Linked DNA regions of Sus scrofa: region 2 is linked to region 1. A link is a contact called in public HiChIP or PLAC-seq data. All regions are on one chromosome and are shown on one strand. Each heading gives the region's core, a stretch centred on a gene start, on an enhancer-like site or on the middle of the called end of the contact. The rest is flanking DNA. Distances are from core to core; before and after follow the strand shown.

The links. HiChIP or PLAC-seq counts read pairs in DNA pulled down with a chosen protein or histone mark.
Region 2: a contact with region 1 is called in an H3K27ac HiChIP or PLAC-seq map of alveolar macrophages. The contact joins the promoter of LSM3 here to the enhancer-like site in region 1. A contact is called at or near these places in 1 of 5 promoter capture datasets (fetal skeletal muscle), 26 of 47 Hi-C or Micro-C datasets (adipocytes, adipose tissue, alveolar macrophages and 16 more) and 2 of 2 datasets of contacts at active chromatin or transcription factors (alveolar macrophages and skeletal muscle).

What each region holds. Positions count from the first base shown.
Region 1 is chr13:70,103,170-70,107,316 of Sscrofa11.1, reverse strand. SLC6A6 (solute carrier family 6 member 6) reads left to right here. Exons shown (of 13, transcript NM_001319102.1): 9 at 2,176-2,313; 10 at 3,465-3,567; 11 at 4,136-4,147. Among named protein-coding and RNA genes, the nearest start is that of SLC6A6, 29 kb to the left of the region's middle. Within about 2 kb of position 1,871, at least 2 of the 83 cell types and tissues checked have an H3K27ac peak or open chromatin away from gene starts, as enhancers often do. A contact at or near this core is called in alveolar macrophages and retroperitoneal adipose tissue, where this site is marked.
Region 2 is chr13:70,346,893-70,351,039 of Sscrofa11.1, reverse strand. LSM3 (LSM3 homolog, U6 small nuclear RNA and mRNA degradation associated) reads left to right here and starts at 2,360. Exons shown (of 4, transcript NM_001244928.1): 1 at 2,360-2,437. The coding sequence starts at 2,417. XPC (DNA repair protein complementing XP-C cells) reads right to left here and starts at 2,199. Exons shown (of 15, transcript XM_021069376.1): 1 at 2,002-2,199. The coding sequence starts at 2,104.

The DNA of each region.
Region 1 (4,147 bases), core at 622-3,121:
GCAGCTGTGCTCCAGGCCAAGCCTTGTGTCATGGGTGACAAACACATGCCATGCAGAGTTGACCATCACCACCATTTCTAGGGGCCCCATTGAGCCCATTAAGTCCTCTCACAGTCTTACATCACTGTCACCATCATCCTTCCCCAGAACATTCTCATCCGCCCAAACTGAAACTCATTAAACACAAGCCCCTCCCTTTTCCTTCCCTACCCACCAACCCCACCCTGGCTTTTTGGTTCATCAGCTCCTGCATCCACACACTGTCTCGATGCCTGCATAGGCTCCGTCCCCAGAGCCCAGAAAACTGAGGCCAAGACAGCACCAGACCTGGCAGAGACTACACACCGCTGGTGAAGGACCAGAGCCACTGCTAGTTGGTCTTACCGCTGAGTTTCCCCCCACATGGCTTCCTCCTGAGGCTGTGCTGAGATCCACAGCCAGTATCAGGCAGGGATTAGAGGGGGTCCTAGCCTTTGGGGAGCACTGTGTTTGGCTGAGGGGCCATTGTATTGCTGGCCCCATCCTGGGAAGAGGTGTTGGGGATGTCACCTCCCAACAGCAAATACCATCAGCAGCCGGCCTGCCCAGGGAGTGGGGCACAGTTTGTGAACAAATGGCAGGAGGGGAAGAGAGCTGGGGGCCCCTCCCCAGGTACTCACCCATCCCAGCCCCTGACACTCCTTAACAGCGGTCACCTAATTGTTACTTTACTCTCATCATGTCACATCTTTCTCCCATCTGCTGAGTAGGCAAGATGCTTCCATTTTACAGAGAGGGAAGCTGAGGCTCAAAGAAGTCTGGGTCACATGGCTGTGAAGGGAGGGAAGCCTGGGGAAGCTGGTTGGGGGCGGTGTCCTCCAGCAGTGAATGTGAACTTGAGGGGCTTGTGCTGGAGTTGGCCCTGATTCTCAGTGATGCTGGATCTTCCTGTCCTTAATTTTCCAATCTCAAAAAAGGAAAGAACCAAAAAAGGGGGGGAGGGGGAAGAAAGAACCTTTGTTTTTAACTCTTCCTGAAGCTTCATGTTAGAGTTGCAGGGGGTCTGCTGTAACACAGTTGTGATTTAGACTCAGAACCCCTTTGGCTGACACATCAGTCAGAGCTCAAAGCACCAGCCCCCTGTTGTCTTTGGACACCTTCCAAAGGCCTCTTGACCATCTTTCCCCTGGTGAGGAAGAATCAACTCCCCGGCCCCTTTGGGCACATGAAAGGCACCGGCTCCTGTGTGTTCCTAATTCCCCTGGGACAGGCTCAGAGTAGCTGTTGGCCATGTCTTGTAGGAAGGCTGGGGAACATCCTGGCCCAGAGCCTCTTCCAGATGAAAGAGCAGAGGGGTCCACTCTTAAAGGCATCAGATGGCCTCTGAGGCTGTGCAGGTTGGCAGAGCAGTTTGGCTGTTGCCACCCAAATTAAATGCATCTGCATCCCTTAACCCGGAAGTTTACGTCTAGACTGTGCTACGGGTTCTTGTGCACAGGCTCCCCAAGACAGATGTACGGGAAGAGTCCTGCTCAGATTAGCAGCCTCAGAAGCTGGAAACCATCCGCAGGCACTGGTTAGATCCATGATGAGCTATATCCACAGGCTGGAGCTTTACACCCCATTTAGGAAATGAGGCAGCTCCATGTGTCAGTGTGGAAAAACTTCCGGGATAAATTGCCGGGTGCAAAGTTTTAGAAATCTCACGAGTCACCCTAGAATGTTGCCTATGGACAGGCCTTTTCAATGGGCTGTTTCACCTTTGGGATCCCAGGGCTGTGTGCCTGGGGTCACAAGCAGCATTTGGCTCACAGTCACGGGCATGTGGTCATGTGCACACACAAGTGTAAAGTTCTCCCACAGGCCCATATGATCCCCAAAAGGTTGAAAACCACTGGGTGACTCAGATGGGGAAGTGAGGCCCAACTTGGCTGCGGCCTGTGTTCCTGGCCCGGCTGGGCACTGGAGGGCCCAGAAGTGAGGGAGCACCACCCTTGGCTTCAGAGAGGACCCAGACCAAAGTGGGAGGTTGCCATGTCAACACACATGCCAGCGAGTGTGCTGGGGCAGCGGGTCAGCACGGGTCTCAGAGCAGTGGTCAGAGACGGGGAGACGTGGAGAGCTCACCGGGCCTGGACGCCAGGGTGAGGCCTCCTCTCTCGGCTCTGCCACTCACCCCTCTCCTTTCCTCCCCAGTTTGTTGAAGTGGAAGGACAGATCACATCCTTGGTTGATCTTTACCCATCCTTCCTAAGGAAGGGTTTCCGCCGGGAAATCTTCATCGCCTTCATATGTTGCATCAGCTACCTGCTGGGGCTGACGATGGTGACGGAGGTATGTGGCTCTCCCCTGGTGCCAGTTACCTCCCCTGGAAGGACCCTTGATGCTCTAAATATGTTTCAAAGATCCCTGGAAAGCCATACCGCCTCCCTGCTTCCCTCACCGCTGGAGGCAGTGGCTAGGTGATAGGACCAGGCTGGCTGAGCCCAAACCTCCTGCTTCAGGGGTCCCGCCCCACCCAGGGTTCAGCCCACGCTGGGGACACTAGGACCCAGCAATTGACCCAAACACCCTGCCCCACTGCCCTGTTACCATGGCAACTTGGTGGCCACCCACTGCCCTCTGACCCTCCCTCATCCCGGGAGGACTGAAGAAGGGGTGTTTCTGCTGAAACCCACTTTAACTACAGCTCTGTCCCACAACTGTGTGCTGTGGCCCCTCTCAGGCCTGCAGGGAAGAGGGTAATGTTCTCCAGGGTCAGCACAGCCCTCCCAGTAGGCACTACAGGCGCAGTGCTGGGGCCCATCTGCTCGATAGGAAGTGTGTACACTGGTCAACGGGCAGGCAGGGGCCATTAAGATAGAAAAAGATGCAAAGAGAGGAAGGGAGCCAGAGTGCCAAGGGCAGCAGTGGCCCAGCGTGTCTAGGAGAAGCAGGCCAGGGAGAAAAGGCTGTCGGACTAAATAATGTGAACGTGTGAGCCTGGCCTGGGCCTTCTCTCCCACACCTCTCCCCATACACTCCAGCATAGGGTTGCTTTTGCCCCTAATTCAGGGTTTTGCAACAGCCATTTTCCTTAGAGAGGTAAAAACAAATGCTTTTCTCAAAGTGTCTGAAAGAAACACCCCCTGAAAGGCAGATCACAGGTTCACTCACTGAGCACCTGGACCTCACGGAAGGCTTTGGTGTTGGCCACACTGGGCTTTAAGCTCCTCCTTTGGAAGCAGCCTTCAGTGAACCCATCATTTGTGGCTAAACAGGACATATTTCACTTTCATTTTTCTACCTGTGTGTCTTTTTAATTAAATTCGTCAAACATGAATGAAGTTAAGCATCTTTTTGAACATGTCTCTGGTCGTCAGGACCTCTGCCCGTTTTTTCCCTTTGGGTTTTATATTTCTTATTGATAGGCCAGAACTTTTTCTATATTGAGGGGATTAAGGACCAAGTAACAAATCAAACCTTCTCTGGGTTTTTCTTCACAGGGTGGCATGTATGTGTTTCAACTCTTTGACTACTATGCAGCTAGCGGTGTATGCCTTTTGTGGGTTGCATTCTTTGAATGTTTTGCTATTGCCTGGATATATGGTGAGTAGAACTGGTTTGCATACCCTTTCTCAAGTCTCTCCTTTGGGCTTCCTCTGTTTAGAAGCTTCAGAAACAGAACCCTAGTAGGAATTCATTTTGAGTCCAACACAAAAGCCTTCCCGGCCTGGACTTTTCTTCTCAAGGCCGCATCTTCCTATACAAGTAATACAACTGCAACCACACCAAAGGTTCTCCCCAAGCTCAAGGTGCAAGGTGTGCAAGGATGCTTTGACCAGCATACAACTGGGCCACGCAGGGATTTGCCTTTGAGCTACTCTGCGGTCCTGAAATGGTCCATTCCGACCTTCTTGAGACCTTGGAATGGCCACAGCAGGATTTGGGATCTGCCTAAGGCTGCCAGAAAAATATCAGATGCCTTGTGACATGTGAATTTTAGACTATTTCATATAAACATCTGCCAAGGCTTGGGTCTCTGTTTGGGGCAGGGGGCAGCATTATGTGAGGTGCAGGGGCCTGGGAGGGGCCCTCAAGCCCCTGCCGTGCTGTTCCCAGGGTGGATGCTGCATGGGACACTGGCTCAGCATCTGTCTGCCTCTCTCTCTTGCAGGCAGTGATAACT
Region 2 (4,147 bases), core at 1,111-3,610, 240 kb before region 1:
TCACCACCACCCCACAAGTCAAACATGAGGTTCAGAGAGATGAAATTAATTTGCCCAAGCTAATTTATGCAAGCCCATATAACTATTAAGCACTGGCACTATGCCAAGCTGGTGACAAGGTGAAGTGTTTAGATGGGGGAATGCTACTCAGGCAGGTGGCATTTCCAAACCTCTTCAATTAGAAAAAATTTTTGAAATTGCCATGTATTCCAAATACATTCCCTGATTAGAATGACAAGCTCCTTTACCAGCTGTTTACTAAAGTAGTACCTATCCCTAAAGCTGCAGGTTAAACATTCATTTCCCAGCTCTCCTAATTACTCCTTCACCAGCCACAAAGCCTCCTACCATCTTCCATGATACCACTGTCCTGGATAAATTTTTTTGTAAATGTCAACACTACCATACCCTAAGCTCCTCCAAGAAAGCTCTAAGTCCCATGTCTCCCAGTTTGTGTGCAGCACACGTTAGGTACTGACACATTAGGAATGTTTATTTTATGACTAAGTGAATAAAACGGAACTCACAGTATTAATTGTGAGATGAATCACTTTTTAAGTTTATAAATGGTTACTGTTTTACTATTTCCTAATGGACGATGGCCTTATAATATGTACAGAATCACAGAATTATTGAATCTAGTGTCACAGGAGACCTTGCTGGTGACTTAGTTTAACTGTCTACCCAGTTATATCAGGAACCCCAGAAATCCCTTCTACAGCATACATGTATTATGCAATGACAAACTATTTATCAAGCATTTGGTATATGCAGGGAAGGGGAAAAGAACAAGATAAGAAAATTAAGATGTTTTTATAACTTTCAATTCTGGTAAGAGAGAGCAAACAGGAAGCAAATAAATTAACAAGGTCATTACAGATGTGACAGAAGCTGTGATAAGGTGCACCTGAAAAGACCATCTTAGGACATTCAAGGAATACCTGGATTGAGACCAGGAGGAAGAGAAGTCAGCTACAGCAAAGCCATGGAAAAATATTCTAGGCAGAGGCTCAGGTGAGGAATCACATGGTGTGTGTGAGGAGGCCAAGAAGGAAGGTACCTGGCAAAGAAGACTAGGAAGAGACAACAGGAGAGGCAGCAGCAGCCAGATCATACAGGGTCTTGTAGGCCAAGGTGAGGAATCTGGAGGCTGTTATGCCAATGGGAAGACACAGAGAGTCTGAAGTGGGAGCATGGCAAAATCAGATTTTTTTTTTTTAAGGTACTTTGCGCTGCAGCACAGAAAACTCCTCCAGGGGGATGAAAAGAAGTAGGGAGACCCGTAGAGAGGCAACTGCAGTCGTTCAACTGAAAAGTGATGGTGGTTTCGACAGGGTATGTGGCCATGGAAACAGAGAAGTGGAGAGATTTGAGATATGGTTTTGAGGTTAAACTGATAGGATTTGCTTTCTGAAGGACTGGATGTGTGTTGGAGGGAAAAGGAGTTTGTTTTAACAAGTGATGAAGGGGTCAAAGACTGATATGGGGTAAAAGTAAGAAAGGGATAGGTTTAAAGGGGAAATCAAGTGTTTTGCTTTGCGCATGACAAATATAAGCAGCCTACTCGATATGCACGTTGTCAGGTGGGATCCAAATCTGGGACTCTCCACACACCACAGCACTCTAAGTCTTGGTCCCTTCGTCTCGTGGCGACACAACATAATAGCAGTACCTTTCACATATTCAGCCCCCTGCTTCCGCCTGCATCCTGGGGGCGAAAAGGAGCAGAAAGAGGCTACGCAGAGGAACTCGCGGTCGGCTGGGCTCTAGCGGAACGTCTCAGGGCGCATCACCTCTGGCCAGGAGAGCAAAGGCGCAGGGCCGCCGGGGAGCACCTGGGCACGTGCACACCCCCAGCCTCCCTAGGCCTCCGGAACACCGCCCCCAGCGCAGGTGGGAGGGAGGATGCCTCGCTCACACCTCCAGGAAGCCGGCCTCCTGCTACCCCCACCCAAACCTCTTCCACCCTCCCTACCAACCCCAACTCAGCCTGGCTCATACCCGCCTCCTTCTCCTCGCGCCGGGCTTTGCCCTCGCCCTTGGCCTTCTGGCCGCGCAGTTTGCGCCCCCGCGGCGCCCTGCCCGCCGAGCGCTTTGGAGCCATCTCTGCCCGGGCAAGACTCGCCTAGAGCGTGACGCACCGCGTCTCCGCGGGACGCAGCTCGCGCGCGGCCCCGCCCCCAGGCGGTGCAGGGCCTGGTCACGCCCCCTCCGGTAGATTCCCGCCTGCGCCCAGGCTGAAGCTCCGCCCCAGCCTCAAAGGGACCAATGCAAGCTGCAGGAAGCAAGAAGCTGTAAAACCAACCTCTTTCTACTTCCAGTGCATAGAGTCCTCACGTTTCCGGAGACTGGGGTGGGCATAGGGAGCAGCTCTCGTGCCCTCGCGAGAGGACGGAAAGGGCGCAGGGTTTGAAACATGGCGGACGACGTGGACCAGGTGAGTATCTTCTGAAGAGTTCGCTCTGGGGCGGCTTCTCCCTGTCCAGGCCAGGGTGTGCCCAGCTTTGTTTACCAGGGTTGTTTTCCCCAAGCTCAGGGTTGCTTTTCCCAAACTCACGAGAAAGTGGCCTGTCACGCCGCCTCTTTCTGGGTCATCACGGCCTTAACCTGCCTCTTGGTTAACCGCGCCCCCTCCGAATTTTGCCTCAGGCCCTGAGACCTTTGTTGTTCAAAACCCTCCTGAAAATTAGTTATTCCTCACTCTTCTCACTTCCTTTCTCTTGAGTCTCACGTTGATTTGTAGAATGAGAACCATTATCCTTGCCTGCCTCACGGAGCTCTCGGGATTCTGATAGAAAGGCTAATAAAACATTTAGTGGGTTATTGTCATTACTGAGCGCAACAATGATTACAGGGTCTACAAACACTAGTGAGTATCACCTTTGTATAGTTAGAAACCTTTCTAAATACCAGGGACATCGGCATTGACTTGGGAGATACCTGCCCAACTTGGGGCTTATATTCGAGGGAGCACAGATAACAAGTAAACATAAATATGCGAAACATATGGAAACTGTGATGTGGTAGGCAGGAGACAGGGAGCTGGTATTTAGAATAACTGATGGTCCTTCAGGCTTTCTCACCTGCTGTCCCGTCTTCTCCAAATGCTCTTCTTCAGATGTTTTTGTGGATTAGGCCGCAGCTTCAGCTGTTTACTGAAATCTCACCTCATATCAAAGAATAGGTCTCTGGCCACCTGCATAAAATGCACTCTCCCAGTCTGCCTTATTTTTCCTCATAGCATGTTCTTTGTTCATATTGAGTATATGGTTCCTTGTTTAATGTCTGTCTCCCCCAGCTAGAATGTGAGTCCCTTGAGAGCAAGAGTCTTGTTTTGTTCACTATTCTGGGTTTAGAACAGTGCTGGAAACACTCAACAAATATTCATTGAGTGAATTAATTGGATGGTCTGGGAGGCCTTTTGAAAAGGCAGTACTTAAAGCTACAGGATAAAAAGGATGGACAGTGGGAGGTAGGTCTCTGTCATGTATATATTCTTACAGTATTATGATTACTTACTTATATGCCTTTCTCCACTAGAATGAACTCCTTGAGGGTAGGGACTGACTCCTGTATCACTGATCTAGTAACTGGCTAGCTGGTCTTTAACAAACATCTGTTGATCTGGAGATGGAAGCAGTTGAGGTCAGGATTTCCTTTCTCTTTTTTGCATCTAGCCCTTTAAGGCTATAGAGACTGTAACATTCAGTCACCTTCCTCCAATGACCCTATGTAATCCCCGAAGCAGCTCTCCTTAAATAATCTTATCAACTCACCCTTCCCTTCAACCATCCCTTCCACATGGACCCCAGTCATCCTAGCCATCTTCATGAAGGGAAGATTGTGGCTTCCTCATTTTGTAAACAAGGAAACAGAATTAGAGATGGTTTTTAAACCCAGTTCATGAATGTCAAAGTCAGGGGTTGAACCCACACTGCCTGACTCCAAAGCCAGTGCTTTCAACCAGTATTTTTCTATACTGCCTGCTAAATATAATCATCTTACTGGCCAGATGGCACCCTAAACTCAGCCTCTCCTGCACTGCACTCATAATCTTTCCTCAAACATTCATCTCCACTTAGTATGTGGTAGTCATTGTGTATGTTCTTCCAATTGCTAAATGATAACATGAAAGAAAGATGAAGAC